Linked DNA regions of Mus musculus: region 2 is linked to region 1. The links are chromatin contacts, called in public HiChIP or PLAC-seq maps. All regions are on one chromosome and are shown on one strand. Each heading gives the region's core, a stretch centred on a gene start, on an enhancer-like site or on the middle of the called end of the contact. The rest is flanking DNA. Distances are from core to core; before and after follow the strand shown.

Region 1 (7,496 bases), core at 1,625-4,124:
TTTGCCTGTAACCAGCAAAGTGGCATGGCTTCCAGATGCAGTCCTGGACATCAGTCTAAGTCAACCATGCACAAGATACAGTCATCAAGGATACTAGAACTAGAGCAAGTGAAGGGATCACATAGAGCTCCCAAAGGGTACTGGCTCCTTATAGCTCCAAAGACCCTGTGCAGGGTGTCTGATGATCACATACCCACTTTGAGCTCCTTCCCGAAGACAGTACGCTCTCCCAGCGCTGAGCAGTTCCAACGGCCATTTCGGAACTGAAACTGACACTCGTCCAGGCCCATTTGGGAGCCTTCTCCTATGACGATGATGGCGTCCGGCCGGCTCTGGCAGATTGCCCGCTGTCTGGGAGCCAGGCCTGGGATCTTGTTACAGATGATGCTCGCACCCAGAGCTACCACCGAAGAGAAGCCACTGGAGGGGACACAGAGATAGGGGGTGAGACCTGGAGGAGGGCTCTGACTAGCAGGTGCTGGAGAGGGGGTGGTGTCCTCTCAGCTACTACAGAGGACCTCTCACAGAGCCACAGTCCAGATGAAGTCTGAGGTAGGGCAGGGCAGGATTTTGGCCACAAGTCTTCTAAACACCTAGCTGATGACCAGGAAATACCTGTCCCTGCAGAGAGCCATGATACCATGGGACCCGAATCTCAGAGAAGCAATTTTCTAGTGCCCAAGGGGGCAGGCCCCTTTTCCATCAAAGCCTTCCTTCACTTTCTAACCTGGAGCAGGTTCACAACCCCCCTTATGTATCTCAGAGCCTGCACTGCTTAAACAAGAGCTTCTGAGAGGCCGTCTGCACCTCAGAGGGTCGATAGGAAGCACATGTTGAGGTGCCATTTTTATCGCTTTTGGAACTTATGGTTCCCAGGGCTAGTACTGCAGTCATCTGAACAGCCCAGGTAAAATTAGAATACCACAAATATGTCACACATAGGTGACACAGGAGCCAGTCTTACCTACCAGACTGAGAAACCTCAAGGGACTTGGGGACCTTAACCCTCGGACCCAGCAGAGCGGTTCAAAGTCACTGAAACTCTTAACCGGGACCTCCCTCCAACTGCCCTGAGAGAAGGCCACGCCCCCTGACCTCCGCCTCCTCCCCTAGGGTAGCCCCTAGTGAGCCAATGAGGTGTCAGGTCCCGGAGAAATCAGGGAGTTTTACTTTCTGCCGCTTTCCCCTGCTCCAGTCTTTAGTGTCTCCGCCCCTCGTTTCTAATTAAAAAGAAGATAATACCTAACGCGGCCAGAGCCAATGAGCCCGACCTCGCTTCCTGGATGCTGGATGAGTGGATGAGCGCAGGGCGGTAGTGCGCGGGCCAAGATGAAGATTAAAGCAAGTGGGGGGGAAAAAAAAAGAAAAGAAAAGAAAAGCCATCCAGACGCGGGCGAATCAATAACACTTAAAACACACCCGCAGGCAGGCAGCGCGCGAGCCCAGAAGCCGCCTCTCGATCCGCGGTTGGGCTGGAGGCCGCCTAGTCCACTCAGAGCGCACTTGGTTTTGAAATCCCATTCCAGAGAGGTGGGGTTGGGGAAGTGGGAACCCTGAGGGTGGCGGCGGAGAAACACAAAGGGTCTGCCACACACGCCCCCTGGCCTTGGGTCCAGTTCTTCCCAAGGCAGCGACAGGAGGTTCACAGGTAGTAGGGGTGTATAGAGAGAGGCAGGTGTGAAGCCTCCCAAGGTAGCCCTTTGGCGCTAGGACCTCTGTCTATGATTAAAGCCCCCCACGTCCCCAAAACCGTGCTGCACACAAGTCACTTCCTAAGTACAAAGAGAGGCCGCGCAACGCAGCGCAAGAAGCCACCTGCTTCCACTTTCCAGTTAGAGTGTCTCCTGCCCCACCTCCTGACGCCTGGGTTCTTTGGCTCCCACCCCAGCGACCCCAGGGTCGGCTGTCTTGCTTTCTTTGGGTGGCGGCTAGAGAGCGTCTCTCCTTGGTGTCTCCGACTAGCCATTAACTATCTCTGGTCGTACTATTTGGTTCTGATTGTTAAATGTGCTGTCCTCCTAGCTTGGGAAGGGGGTCTGAGGGCCGCTGGAAATGAGGCGGTGCCAGAGCTCTGAAAGGTGGTTTATGCTTTTGCCAGGGAACACCCCCAGTCCTGGGCCCACGTTTGCTACATGAGTAGCCCTGTCTGCAAAAGGGCTGCGCTCACAATATCGCGCGTAGAATTCCTGCTGGGAATTGAGCTCTCTAGGGGTGGCTGTGGTCCTGCCGGATCTACTGTGCTTGTGGCTTGCGCGCAGGGGCGGGGGGTGGGGCGGTTCCTGGGGACCCCATAGAGCAGATATTCGCTTCCAGAAACACTTAACTGTCTGTTTCTGGAGGTATCCCTGACTCTGAGATCCTTGGGATGGCCGATCCCCTGCCCGAGTCTGTGGAATTGCGTGCGCCCCTGGGTTGTCCGCTCACGGGGAGCCTTTGTGCCCTCAGGGTTCCTGCACCTCCCACTGCCTCTCCTGAGCTAAGTTGGGCAGCGCGCCTCCCTCCCGGGCCCAGTCAACTTTGCCTCCGTCGCACGCGCGGAAAGAACGCGCGCGGTGCTTACCCGATCCGGAGGTAGACTATGCCCAGGCTGAGAAAGAGGTGGCCCAGGCAGCGCCGCGCTTTCCGGGTCATAGTCCCCGCTGGTGGCGGGTGCCACGGGCCGGGCTGTGCTGATCCCGCCAGCCGGGCCCGGCGGGGCAATCCACATAGCCTGCGCAGGGGGCGCGGGCCGAGGCTCCCTGGGCGGTCCGTCGGTGCGTCGGTCCGCGCTAGGCACTGGAGACTGTCCCAGAGCGCGGGAGCCGCGGAGCCAGAGGAGGGGAGAACAAGCGCAACAAGGGGCGCCGCTGCGCGCCAGCGATCGCGGCAAGTGTTTGAGGCGCGGGGACTGCGGGGCGCTGCTGCCTCCCGCCCCCGCCCCTCCCTCTCCGCCCTTCCCCCGCCCGCCTCCCGGAGCGCCCGCCCCGCGCCCAAGCGCCCGCGGGTCGAGGATGTCTGCCCCGAGCGCGCTCCCGCGGCGCTCCTCCGAGCTCGCGGCGGTGGGAGGCGGGGGCGTGGAGCGGAGTTGGGGGTGGAGGGCGGTGGAATCCTGCCTGCCTAGCATCCTTCGCTAACTCGCAGGTTGAGACCAGCAGGTGCCCAAGGGCCATCCTCTGGGTGTAGAGGATATAGGCTCATTTCAGAACCCTCACGCCTTGTTAGAGCTCTGTCACACGGGCCAGAAACAGGGAACTGGGGTGGAGACTCCTGCAGAACTACTACCCCACACATTCTCTCCTCACCCTCGTCTGTGCGAGGGGCTGATTGCACCTAAGGCGAGACGTGACAGGATCCTCCGGAATCTTGCTACCGGTGGAGACTTGGAATTGGACTGGAGCCCAATGACCAGTAGCAGAACCTGAGAACACGCGCAGGTGAAAGCTCAGAGCGCTCTCACGGCGACACCTGCTGGGTGCGGCAGGTGGTGCATTCTGGCCTTTTGTCTTTCTGATCAGAGACACGCAGCCCAAGTTTCAGTTGGAGAAACTGAGGAGGTGAAGTCAAACTCAAAGTCACTAACAGGTGAATAGCCAGATTGGAACAAGGTAGCCCCAACTCTAGTGACCCCTACTCTTCTCTCCACTCCAGGCCTGCTTAGCCTTCCAGACTGCAGTTCTTCATGCATACCTTCATGTACAGCCGCTGTTCACGCATGCGTCCACGGGCTACTGGCGCCAGCCATGCTGACAACCGTGGATTCAAGGAACACGGGAGACCTTGGTCTGGGTACAGCCTGGGGGGGGGGCGCTTTCAGAATATGGCCACTACATTGTTCAACCAATCTCCATTGCAAGGAGTTCTCTGTGCGCGCCTTCCTTGCCTCTGGGCAAGCCTGTGATAGCTTCCTCATTGACAGGTGCAGATGATGGTAAATGGATACGTACAGGAGCCCTGTCCAGTAAGCACATGCATAGCTTCAGATGGCACCGGCTGGTGAGAAGGTCACAGGACCGGGGACCGGGCAATGGGAAAGAGGGTTCTGTGCACTAAAATGTTTGTTTTAGCTCTGAGGAAGTGGCTGGGCTGTCCGCAGCAGATCACAGGATTTGGGCCCATTATGGTAGAAGCTAGGAGTGGGTGAAGGAGGAGCAAGGATGAAGAGAAAGAAAGCCAGTGATGTGGAGGGAAGAGAGGGGGACTGTATTCCTAGAAGAGTTTGGAGTCCAATGGAGACCCTGGAGAATAAAGCAGGTAACTCATTTGTGTGTGTGTGTATCTCTGGGTGTCCCATGGAGACACTGATGGGGGCTGGGAAGGGAATTGGACACTGGGGAGCCTGTTGGACTAGGGAGACTTCAACATGGGTTCAGGGACAGATGGGACATTTGTGCTGGAGAACTTTTATTGCCGTTTTGGCATGAATCTGACTGAAGTGGAGATAGCCTTGACCCACTGGTCCCCCAGCTTCCACCTCAGGGGTGCTGGGATTACAGACTGTGCACTCCCACCCTGCTTTATAGGATGTCAGGGATTGAACCTAGTTCTTTTCTAGTGCTAAACCAGTACTTTCCCAACTAAGCTATATCACCCCCCCCAAGCCTGGGGGTGCTTTCAGAACATGGCCACTACAATGTTCAGACGTTCTCCATTGCAAGTTCTCTGTGTCCTCCTGGCTCGCCTCTGAGTGGGCCTGTGATGGCTTCCTCAATAACAGGGAAGAGGTAATGGTGCAGGTGAATGGATGCATACAGGAGCCCTGACCCACCCTAATGACTGCTGTGCTGTGAGGAAACCAGGAATATGTACAGCCACTGCAGCCCACAGTCCTAATTGTGACCTTGACTGGTGGGATCCATTATGATTGCTACACAGGTCACTGAAGGCCCTCCAGATGCCACCAGCCATCCACTCAGTCTTCCTGGCTTCAGATTTGCCCAGGTGAGGCATTGTGGACAGTGTCTGGGTGTCCTCTTTACCCATAGCACATTCTCTTGTATTCCTCCTCTGTCTAGTCATCTGAGGTCTCCTCCAGAACATCTCTCTGGTGTGTCACTTCCAATATGCACCATTGTCATCTTAAAGCAGAGTCATGCACGTCATGGATGTTGGGACACACATGACCTGCAAGTCCTGTGGCAGCTGTGGTGACAGCAACAGCCCTGGCAAAGGCTGAGGGCATCTGCTGGGAAAGGGAAGGGGGGGGGGGGGGAGGAAGAACTGATTGGAAAACAAGCTGAGACAGAAGAGTGGGTGGGAAGAACCCAGTCTCCGCCCTTCTCCTGCAAGGAGTTCTCTGTGCCCTCCTGACTTGCCTCTGGGCAGGCCTGTGATAGCTTCCTCGGTGTCAGGGAAACAGGAATGGTGCAGGTGATGGTACACAGATGCATACAGGAGCCATTCTGAGGATGGCGGAATGGCCAAGCCCAGAGGCAGCACTGCCCCCCATGTCTGCACTGCCCTCAGAACTGCACTATGTTACCTCAGAGCCCTCTGACAATGCTGTGAGGCCCTGTTCTCATTATCACATCCCTGTTTATATGAAGAACGCGATCGTGGAGTATTAAATATCCCCATATCCTCACAGCCAGTAGTATATGATAGAGTTGAGATTTGAACTTGAAGCACTGGTTCTAGCCATAGCTCCCATGTTACGTGTGTGTGTGTGTGTGTGCGTGTGCGTGTGCGTGTGTGTGTGTTAAAGGCATTAGATGCACATTGAACATGGGCAAAGGCGCACCCTATCCTTCCTCTTTGTATAACTCCAATGCCTTTAGCTCCCTTTCCACCTGGTAAGTTTGTAACCCACCCACATCCCCACTCACCTGAAAAGCTTGCCTTGACCCACCTGGCTTCTACCCACGGTTCTTGGTTTCTTCTTCATCCATTTTTCAAATATTCATCAAGGATTAATGTGTTCCAGGCTCTATAGAATCTAGAGATATAGAGGGTCCGATATTCTCTGCAAATCTTTGAATGAGTCAGACACATATCCCTACATAGGACCAGGTCTGTATTTGTAGATAGCATATTTTTATTGTAATTCTTCCTTGGGTTTCCAGTGCCCTTGGGCTTGTCTTGGCAGAGCCCTTCCCATCCTAAAGGATATCCAGGCTCACCCCAGAGGCCTCTCATTAGAGTACAATCTCCTCATAACAAAGTCCTTCTGCTCTGATTACACAACTGCACAGAGCTTATGTCAAACCAAAACCATGGCTTGCTGAAGAGATCGCACATTTGGGGATCAGCTAAGCATGGGGTTTGGTGCCAGCTCTGCCACTTATTAAATTCATGGTCCAAGACAGTTTTTCATTCGCTTGTTTGTTGGGTATGCTCTGCAGCTAGTAACTTCTAGGTCAATTACTAGAGGGGGTTGAGAGTTCTGAAGGAGAAACTTTATTTAAAGCATCCCAAAGTCCTGAGCCCTAGATCAACTGTCTGGGACTGTCTGCAGAAGTTCTTTTTTTGCAAATTTCTGCTAGCCCAGGATCTCCCCCCACCCCACCCCACCCCCATTTGCAACCACTACTTGGATCATTGAAAGAGCTGTCCCGGTGGGCTTCTTGTTCTTCAGGCAAACCAAGCATACCTGGGCAGGCGCTCACTCTGGGCTTTGTCGCCACCTGTTGGGGGCAGAAGAAATAACCAGCCCAGTCCCAGAACCACAGTTAACAGTTGCTACTAAGAGGTGCCTGGTCTCAAGGGAATAAGATGGAGAGCAACACAGTAGGACACCCAACATCCTCCTCTAGCCTCTGTAACTCATACACAGGTGAACACACTAGTAAACGCTTGTGCACACATAACCCCCCACAACACACACACACACACACACACACACACAGAGAGAGAGAGAGAAAAAAAAGAGTCATAAAGCAAAAAAAAAAAAAAAATCATAGGCTATAGAACCCCTTTTATTAATGAAGTATCGAGCTGCTGGGGCCTGTGCTAGGCAGACTACTGACAAAGAATAAGTGAAGTATGCTGGTGCTCAGAGGAGAAGCACAGCTGATGTGACTCAGTGGCTTGCGAAGAACCTCAACTAGCAGCAAAGAACGTCTCTGACAAAGAAATCTGTGCTGGTACAGGGTGATGAAAAGCACCCATGGACCACCCTGAAGACCCTAGCCAGGACACTTCTTCCCATCATAGTGGCTGTTATGCTTCACCGATGTGGCCTGTGTCACCAGCATCCACCAAAGAGATGGATGTGACACCCAGGTGATTCTTTCAAGAGCCTGAGCATCCAGCCCATGGAGAGCGACGGTTAGAAAGAAGCAGTCAGAAGTGACAGGAGTCACCCAGGCCTCTCTTATGAAAGCTTTGGGCCTCCTGCCCTGGAGCTCTTGCCTGCAGATCCTATCCCCCAGGGTGAGAGCAGGTAGGACAGGACAATGAGGCCTGGAGACCCTGTTCCCATAGCTGGGGAACAGCAGAAACCCAGAGCCCCATGACAGTCAGCTGCCACGTGACAAATTACCCTCCCCAGCTTTTAGCTTAAAGGTGGAAAGCTTTGTTTG
Region 2 (7,496 bases), core at 2,166-4,665, 38 kb before region 1:
GAAAGAGTGAGCTCCCTGTCTTGGAGTGTATACAACTAACAACTAGCTCTTTGGAGGGGCTTCCTGCACCCAGTGGGTGGGGCTGCAGCTGAGCTCCCTCTGTGTCTCCCAGCGGTGCCCCAAATCGGTCTAAAGCAGCAGCAAGGCTTTTCCGCACCGCCGGAGGGCGAGACATCAATCTCTTTCTGACAAGTCCTCCAGGAAGTGCAGACAATGTACCAGGTGCTGCCCAGAGCCCAGAACTCCTCAGGGTGGGGTGCTCAGGTCTAGGAAGGTCTGGGGAAAAATTTGGCTCCAGAAAATTCTTTGACTCATACATAATGCCAAGTAGATAGCATCAGAGTCTGACTGCTGGGCCTGCCCCAAACCCTCACAGTGGCAGTGACACCGAGGATCTGGAGGACAGGAGGGGGTTTGAGAGGAGAGAGTTTAGACATGACCTCTGGCTAGGGCTCCCACAGGGTACCCATCACCAAAGTGTGGCTCACACTTCACAGCATCCAGAGGGCCATCTCAGCCTACCCTGTTTCCCTATGCTGAACATCACTGTTCTATGCCCCCATTGAAGCTATCTGAGCGTCTCGGCATGATCAGGACTTCCTGATTCCTGGGATGGATCACCTCTGCTGAGCCCTCCTCAGGAATGTGCCTCAGTCTAGGAATGTACCCCCCTCCAGGACCCTGGGTCTATTCATCTCCTGCACAAGTCTGGCTTACCCTGTCAGGACACTCTTTTTTTTTTTGGTATTACCTTTTCTAGCAAGGCTAATATGGCTGACACTGGCTCCTCAGCCCAGCTCAGCTTCCCTCAGCCACCAAAATGGAAGTCACCCCACTAGTTACTGATTCCAGTCGCCAACAGCCATTTCTTCAGTTCTCTACCAGCCACCTCCCTTTTCCTGTTCCCACCTGGCGCTGCTCTTAGTTCCCACAGTGACCTCTCCAATTCTCACCAGCTATCTCTGCAGTTCCCACCAGTCACCTCCCCACTTCCCAGAAGTTATCCTCCAAATTCCCACCATTCACCCCTTCTAGTTTCCAAAGTCACTCCCCCCCCCCCCCAGTTCCCACCAATCACTTCTCCCAGTTCCCACCAATCACTGTTAAGGAGCAGCTGGTGACTTGATCCCATCACAGCCAACCAGAGCAAGTCTTGGGAGTTAGGTGTGAACTGAAGATTCATTGGCCATTTCTCAGCAGAGAGAAACAAAGGGGAAAGAGAAGCCCACAGCTGTGGACAGACAACTTGTCAGCTTGGGAAACGGAGTCTGATACTGGCTGAGAAAGTGAGCTAAGAGGCGGGGATGTGTGCTGCTGGTTCCTGGGAATAGTGTTCATGCCCAGAATCAGGCTGGGCCAGCATTCATTGCCATAGGACCCTTCAGCTCCAAGAACCAGTGAGTTCTCTGTCCCTGAGTTAGTTTGTGTTGTGTTAATACATTGTAAAGGACCCTAACTGCTACAGAAATCATTCCATCTGTGCCGGAGAGGGTGTGTGTGTGTGTGTGTGTGTGTGTGTGTGTGAGAGAGAGAGAGAGAGAGAGAGAGAGAGAGAGACAGAGAGAGGGGGAGAGAGAGAGAGAGAGAGAGAGAGAGAGAGAGAGAGAGAGGGAGAGAGAGGGGGAGAGAGAGAGAGAGAGAGAGAGAGAGAGAGAGAGAGAGAGAGAAACAATCCCTAGTTGATAAGTCTGAGAGTACAACCAACATGGCCTGGGTTGCTGGGACTGGATTGCATATTAAATAGGGCTTGGGGCAGGTGAGATGCCAGTGGGTAAAGCCCTTGCTGTAGGAGAGGAGGGAAGTTTGGAGTCCCAGAACCCACCGGGAAAAGTTACATGTGCATCAGAGTCTGCATGCTCCTTTAGCAAGGTAGGAAGTGGAAACAGGAGACTCCCTAGAAGCTAGCAGGCCACTTGCCTGTGTACATCACAATGAAGAGCAAAGAGACCCTGACTCAAAGACAGCGGAAGACCTTCTGACCTTACCATAAGCATGCCACAGCACATGTGCATCTGCACACATAATTGTATGCATCAAGCACACATGTGTACAATACAGACATACACACCACCACTACTACCACCACCACCCTAAACTATAAGTTCAAAAGACATGAGAAGGTCAGGACCCTGGGAGCTGAAGAGTGAGAATCTAAGTAAGCTGACATTGCTGCTTCCTTCCCTGGTCCCCTCTGAGGCATCAGTTCTGGGCCATTTGTACCTCTCAGGTGGTGGGCAAGGATCCAGGTGACTAGATTCTTTGTGACAGCATGCTATAACAAAACATCCTGAGGCAGGGAGCACTTACTTTTCTCCATCACTCCTCCTCCTCTTGCTGCTGCTCCTCCCCCTGCTGCCCCTCCCACTGCTGCTCCTCCTCCCACTACTCCTCCTCCTGCTGTTCTTTCCCTTGCTGCTCCTCCCACTGCTGCTCCTCCTCCCACTGCTCCTCCCCCTGCTGTTCTTCTCCTTGCTGCTCCCCCTCCTTCTGCTGCTCCTCCTCCCACTGTTCCTCCCCCTGCTGTTCCTCCCCCTGCTGCTCCTCCCCCTGCTTCTTTACTCCTGCTGCTCTTCCCCCTGCTGCTCCTCCCCTGCTGCTCCTCCCCCTGCTTCTTTACTCCTGCTGCTCTTCCCCTTGCTGCTCCTCCCCTGCTGCTCCTCCTCCTGCTGCTCCTCCTTCCACTGTTCCTCCCCCTGCTGCTGCTCCTCCTCCTCTTGATCCCCATCCTTCACAGCTCCTCTTCATCTCACTCCTCCCCTACTGCTCCCCTCCCCTCATCCTTGGGCCCATCCATCATGAGCCGAAAGCTGCCTTGCACTTAACTGCAGCTGTATTCCTCTGGGCAACTCAGATGAAAGAGGGGAAACAGCTTTTTCTGTAAATACTTGGGGTATTTTCTCTTTGGTTGCATTCTTTAAGCCATACTGAGTGCACTCACTTGAAGCCAGCGTCCCTACCTGATTCAGGTGGGTGCAGGCACAGCTGCATTCCACAGACTGGGGCCACACTGCAGCACAAGGGTTACAGACCTGAGCACAGAAGGCATGGCCAGGAAAAGGGGTTTGGGACCCAGCCAGAGAGGATTTCTGGTGTAAACTAGAGGCCTCTAGAAATCGTTGTCTATTGGGTTACAGAGGCTTGGACAAAGTGACTCCCTGCTGTCCTTGAGTTATAGACTTGTCTGAAACCTGTCCTCTAACTCTGGGGTCTTATAGAAACTTCATAAATGGCCCCAGTCTTGTCTCCTCTGAGGTTCATGTTCCTCCTGTATTCCTGGCACAGGTCTGCTGTGGTCAAAGAGCCAGAAGCAAGGAATGCTTACAAACCCACAACACCCCTTCCTGTGGGTGCCCCAACCCAGCTCTACAGGCTACACACCCTTGTACTCATTACCATACAAGCAGTGCCAGGTCTCATCTGCACATATATTCACACCCTCCCTCAAAACCATGTGACCCACATGTTCACATGCCTTTGCTCTGTGTAACTTTGGCTGTCCTGGAACTCACTCTGTAGACCAGGCTGGCCTTGAATTAAGTTTTCTGCCTACCTCTACCTCTGGAATGCTGGGATTAAAGGCATCACCACCACCACCACCACCACCAAGCCACACTTGTGTAGTTTTACACTTATATAAAGACATACACACACACACACACACACACACACACACACACACGTACACGCACACGCACATGCACATGTGTTCATCTTCCTCTACATTCATACACATATGCACACCCTCTGACATGGTGGGAGCCCAGGTGACAGCACATAGGCTCCTGCATGGCTGTGGGCCTGGGCAGGCCTCAGGTCCTCTCATTGCAAGCTGAGGCTGCTATAACCCCTTCATAGGGCTTTCATGGACACTTGGAGCCATTTCCAAAAGGCAGTGGCTATGCTCTGGGGACGGTAGCTGCTCACAGTGCTCCTGCCTGCCATCTCTCCTGAGATGATAAATAAACCAGAGAGGCTACAGGACTGTCCCATGGTCCAAGCTGAGTGGAGACTATGAACTGTGGCTTTGAGTGAGACGGTTGGGTGGTCCTGCCTGTGATAGAAGAATGTGGAGTCAACAAACGTATGTGCTTCCAGCCATCTCTGGGGCATCCGTGAGTGGACTTTTGCCTCATTTCCTCTTTTATTCACTCTCCTTCATCTTTGAAGCACATGATGATTTATTTCTTAGGCTAGGATTAGAGGTGGGCGGCCAGGTGCACAGTGAGAGACCTAGTCTGGACTGGGAAGTCATTGCAGATCAACTGTCACACTGGCAATAGGCAGATGCCAGCTTCTAGCAGTGGTAGCTTTGAAGGAAATAGACTCCCCCCTACAACCAACCTAGAAGATATTTGTAAGAGTGGAATAATCTACTTCTAGGGTTGTCTCTCAGTGGCAGAGCACTTGACCAGCATGCATGAGGTTCTAGGTTCAATCTCCAGTAATAGAGCACACTTGTTCTCTCATCATCATCATCACCACCTCTCTCTCTCTCTCTCTCTCTCTCTCTCTCTCTCTCTCTCTCTCTCTCTCTCTCACACACACACACACACACACACACACACACCAATCTAGAAGAAATGAGGTGGTAGCAGCCTTAGGCCATGGTGCTCACCTCACTCAAGCTGTTAAGAGTGCTGGGGTTGAGCTCTCAAAAGTCCTTACTATCACAAAGGGATTGTGGGTAGAACAATAGATTTCTCCTCAACCCTTCAATTAGGGGGTGGGGACCAATGCAAAACGGTGAGATAGTTAGCATTCCCAGCACCCACCAACCTGATGCTCTGACAGCCCTTAGAGATGTAGGATAGGGCTGGCCTATGCAGCCCTCTCAAAGGCCTGAAGTCTATCAGTTCCTCTTCCTCTGTTGGCCCTAGACTTATGCACTTTCGGAGAGAGCTCTGAGGTGGCAGTGCCTAGGCACATCAACAGCACAGAGGTCATGCCAGATACCCAAGTCTGCATGTGTTCTTCGCAGCAACAGCCATTAAAGTTCAAATGGAACAACTCCCAAGGCCCTCACTAGACAAATAGGTTTTGATAACTTCTTGCAAATGGGGGCATCTTGTCATATTCCACTAACACAGTCAAGGGGCCATGAAAATGGGGATACCCCACCATGGCCCATCAGTCCTAAGAGCTATTTTCACTAAGCAGCCAACCACAGAATAACCACTGTAACCTAAAGACTATCTTTCTGTAGGCAATGCTACCTACCACATGACGGTCAGAGCTCCTGCAGGCACCCAGTGTGCTATCAGACCTGACCTCAAAACAAGCCGTGTAGATTTCTCTCTCCTATAGTTTCCAACTTTGCTTTGCTTTTTCCAACATCAGAGGCCTCTAAGGCACGAGCCTATGCGTTCCAGATTCCGTTCCTATCCTTAGTTTATTTCCCCTAATAAGATCTGAATTGGAGAGTTATCTCTGCATTTTGCTTGGTGTTGACACAACAAACTCTCCATATAATGTCTTCTGCCATGAAAAGGGAAGAAGTGTTGCTACCTAGACTTCTGTCACTGTGGCAAAATTCCCAAGGTCATCGATGCTTACATTGACCATGGTTCCTTAACTCTTTCCATGCTTGCTTGGCCCTCCTGCTTTGGGGCTGTGATGTCACAGTCCTTCATGGTAGTGCTCAGTGGGAAGTTGCTTACCTCCTGGCAACCAGGAAACGGGGGGGGGGGGGGCAGGGCTAGAGACTAGATAGGTAGAGGCTCCACTCTCTCCTTCAAAGACATCCTCCCAGACACCTGGTGACCCCTCAATAAGCTGGCAACTAAACCTTTAGCAGATGGGCTTTAGGGGATGCTCCGAGTCTAAGCAGCATGCTACAACATGGATGTGCCCTACACACGTGCTAGTAATATACAAAGCCTGTCACTGAAACACACACACACACACACACACACACACACACCACACACACACACACACACATACCACACACATACCACACACACACACATACACACACACACACACACACACACACACATACCACACACACACACATACCACACACACACACACAGACAGTATGATCCCATTTACACGAAATGTCTAGAAAGGCAAATCCACAAAAGTAGAAGATACATCAATAGTTATCAGGAAACTGGGGAAGTCGGGACTAATGAGCAGGATGGTGACTGATTGGTTGGCTTTTTGTCTTTCTGGGACAGGATCTCACATAGACCAGGCTAGCCTTAAACCCCTGATCCTCCTGCTTATACCTCCTCTCTACTGGGATACCAGCTAGTTTGCTTGCCTTTTGGTCCACAACTATCAGTGATTACCAAAAAGTTTCTTTTGGTTGTTGAAGGTTTTAACTTTCTTTTAAGGGTGTGTATCTCTATGAACCTGTTAGGAACCACTGACATTGGGTGATTGTGTGATTGTGTGACACATGAATGGCTCAATAACGCTGCTGCAAAAATGCTGTGGAGCCTGCAGCCCTGAGCATAGCTGCTGATGCAATGGGTGTGCAAAGTATGGCTCTAGTCTAGTGTATGGCTGGCACCTGCTTCTCTTCCCAGGTTGGACTTTCCAGCCCTGCAGAATCAATGGGAGCGGAATGCCCAGAAGCCTGGCCCAGGCTCTCATAAGTTCTGACTTAGTATCAGATCTGGAAAGGTATGGGAGAGCATCCTAAGCTCTTCAGGTGCTTTTAATACATGTGCATGGGACAGAACTCCAGTCTGTCCTTTCAGAGCCATTTGAGAGCTACCCTCTGCTAAGACCTATGTCAGGTGCTGGTGACACAAGACTGGTCAAGCAAGGTCTCTCTTCTCAGAAGACTCTGCATAGTTCGGGAGACAAACAAGCCAGTGGATCTTTCTTCCTTAGATCTATCTGGCCCACACAGAAGCCTTTGCATTCTGTATACGCCAAGCAAATGATGTGCCTGAGAGGCTTCCTGGAAGAAGGGACTTGTGAGTTTTGAAGCGAGCAAAGAAACAAGGTCAGGGCATCACTAGTAGCAGAAGTAATTGGACAGAAGCTGCAAAGATCAAAGGGTCAGGGAGCTACAGGAGAGAAGTTGGGTATGCCTTAGCAATGGCTAGGATAGGAAAGAAAGGATACCTGAATACCTCACAGTACTCTGGACGACTTGGTGGGAGATTTATACTGGGCCAACTCCCCTCCTGGAAGCCAATACACATCCGGCATAGCTGGGCTTTGCTGTGGCAGGGATGGGGTCAGTCATAAGAGGCCAAGTGGCCACCTCTTTAAAAAAATCCTCATCCTACTCTCTAGTGCCCAGGACACCTGCTGCAGCTCAGCTCTGCCAAACACCCTCAGTGAACAGTTGGTACCGGGCATTCTTGGGAAGCCATGTTTATTCCCACTAAAGACCCCTATATCTGCCACTGTCTTGCTGTGGCAGCTTTCCCCCTGGGTCCTCTGCTTTGTCACCTTCTTCTGTCAGGCTCTCTCACACCATCCTAGTTTCCATCCTCCCTGCCACACATTTTTAGAGAACTTGCTAGTCTGCC

The links. HiChIP or PLAC-seq counts read pairs in DNA pulled down with a chosen protein or histone mark.
Region 2: an HNF4G HiChIP or PLAC-seq map of pancreatic cancer cells shows a contact between it and region 1. The contact joins the enhancer-like site here to the promoter of Wnt7a in region 1. A contact is called at or near these places in 2 of 39 promoter capture datasets (HPC-7-derived erythroid cells and hippocampal neurons), 1 of 15 datasets of contacts at CTCF or cohesin (the NIH/3T3 cell line), 6 of 484 Hi-C or Micro-C datasets (B cells, brain, cerebellum and 3 more), 11 of 115 datasets of contacts at active chromatin or transcription factors (embryonic forebrain, embryonic midbrain, embryonic stem cells and 5 more) and 3 of 9 other capture datasets (adipose tissue, embryonic stem cells and pancreatic islet).

The regions. Positions count from the first base shown.
Region 1 is chr6:91,408,479-91,415,974 of GRCm38.p6, forward strand. It overlaps Wnt7a (wingless-type MMTV integration site family, member 7A), which reads right to left and starts at 2,875. Exons shown (of 4, transcript NM_009527.4): 1 at 2,561-2,875; 2 at 194-420. The coding sequence starts at 2,631. Gm30437 (a long non-coding RNA gene) reads left to right here and starts at 2,850. Exons shown (of 2, transcript XR_377869.4): 1 at 2,850-3,533; 2 at 3,628-4,238.
Region 2 is chr6:91,369,801-91,377,296 of GRCm38.p6, forward strand. The region is part of intron 3 of Wnt7a (wingless-type MMTV integration site family, member 7A); the gene reads right to left. Among named protein-coding and RNA genes, the nearest start is that of Gm30437, 38 kb to the right of the region's middle. Within about 2 kb of position 3,416, at least 21 of the 459 cell types and tissues checked have an H3K27ac peak or open chromatin away from gene starts, as enhancers often do. A contact at or near this core is called in pancreatic cancer cells, where this site is marked.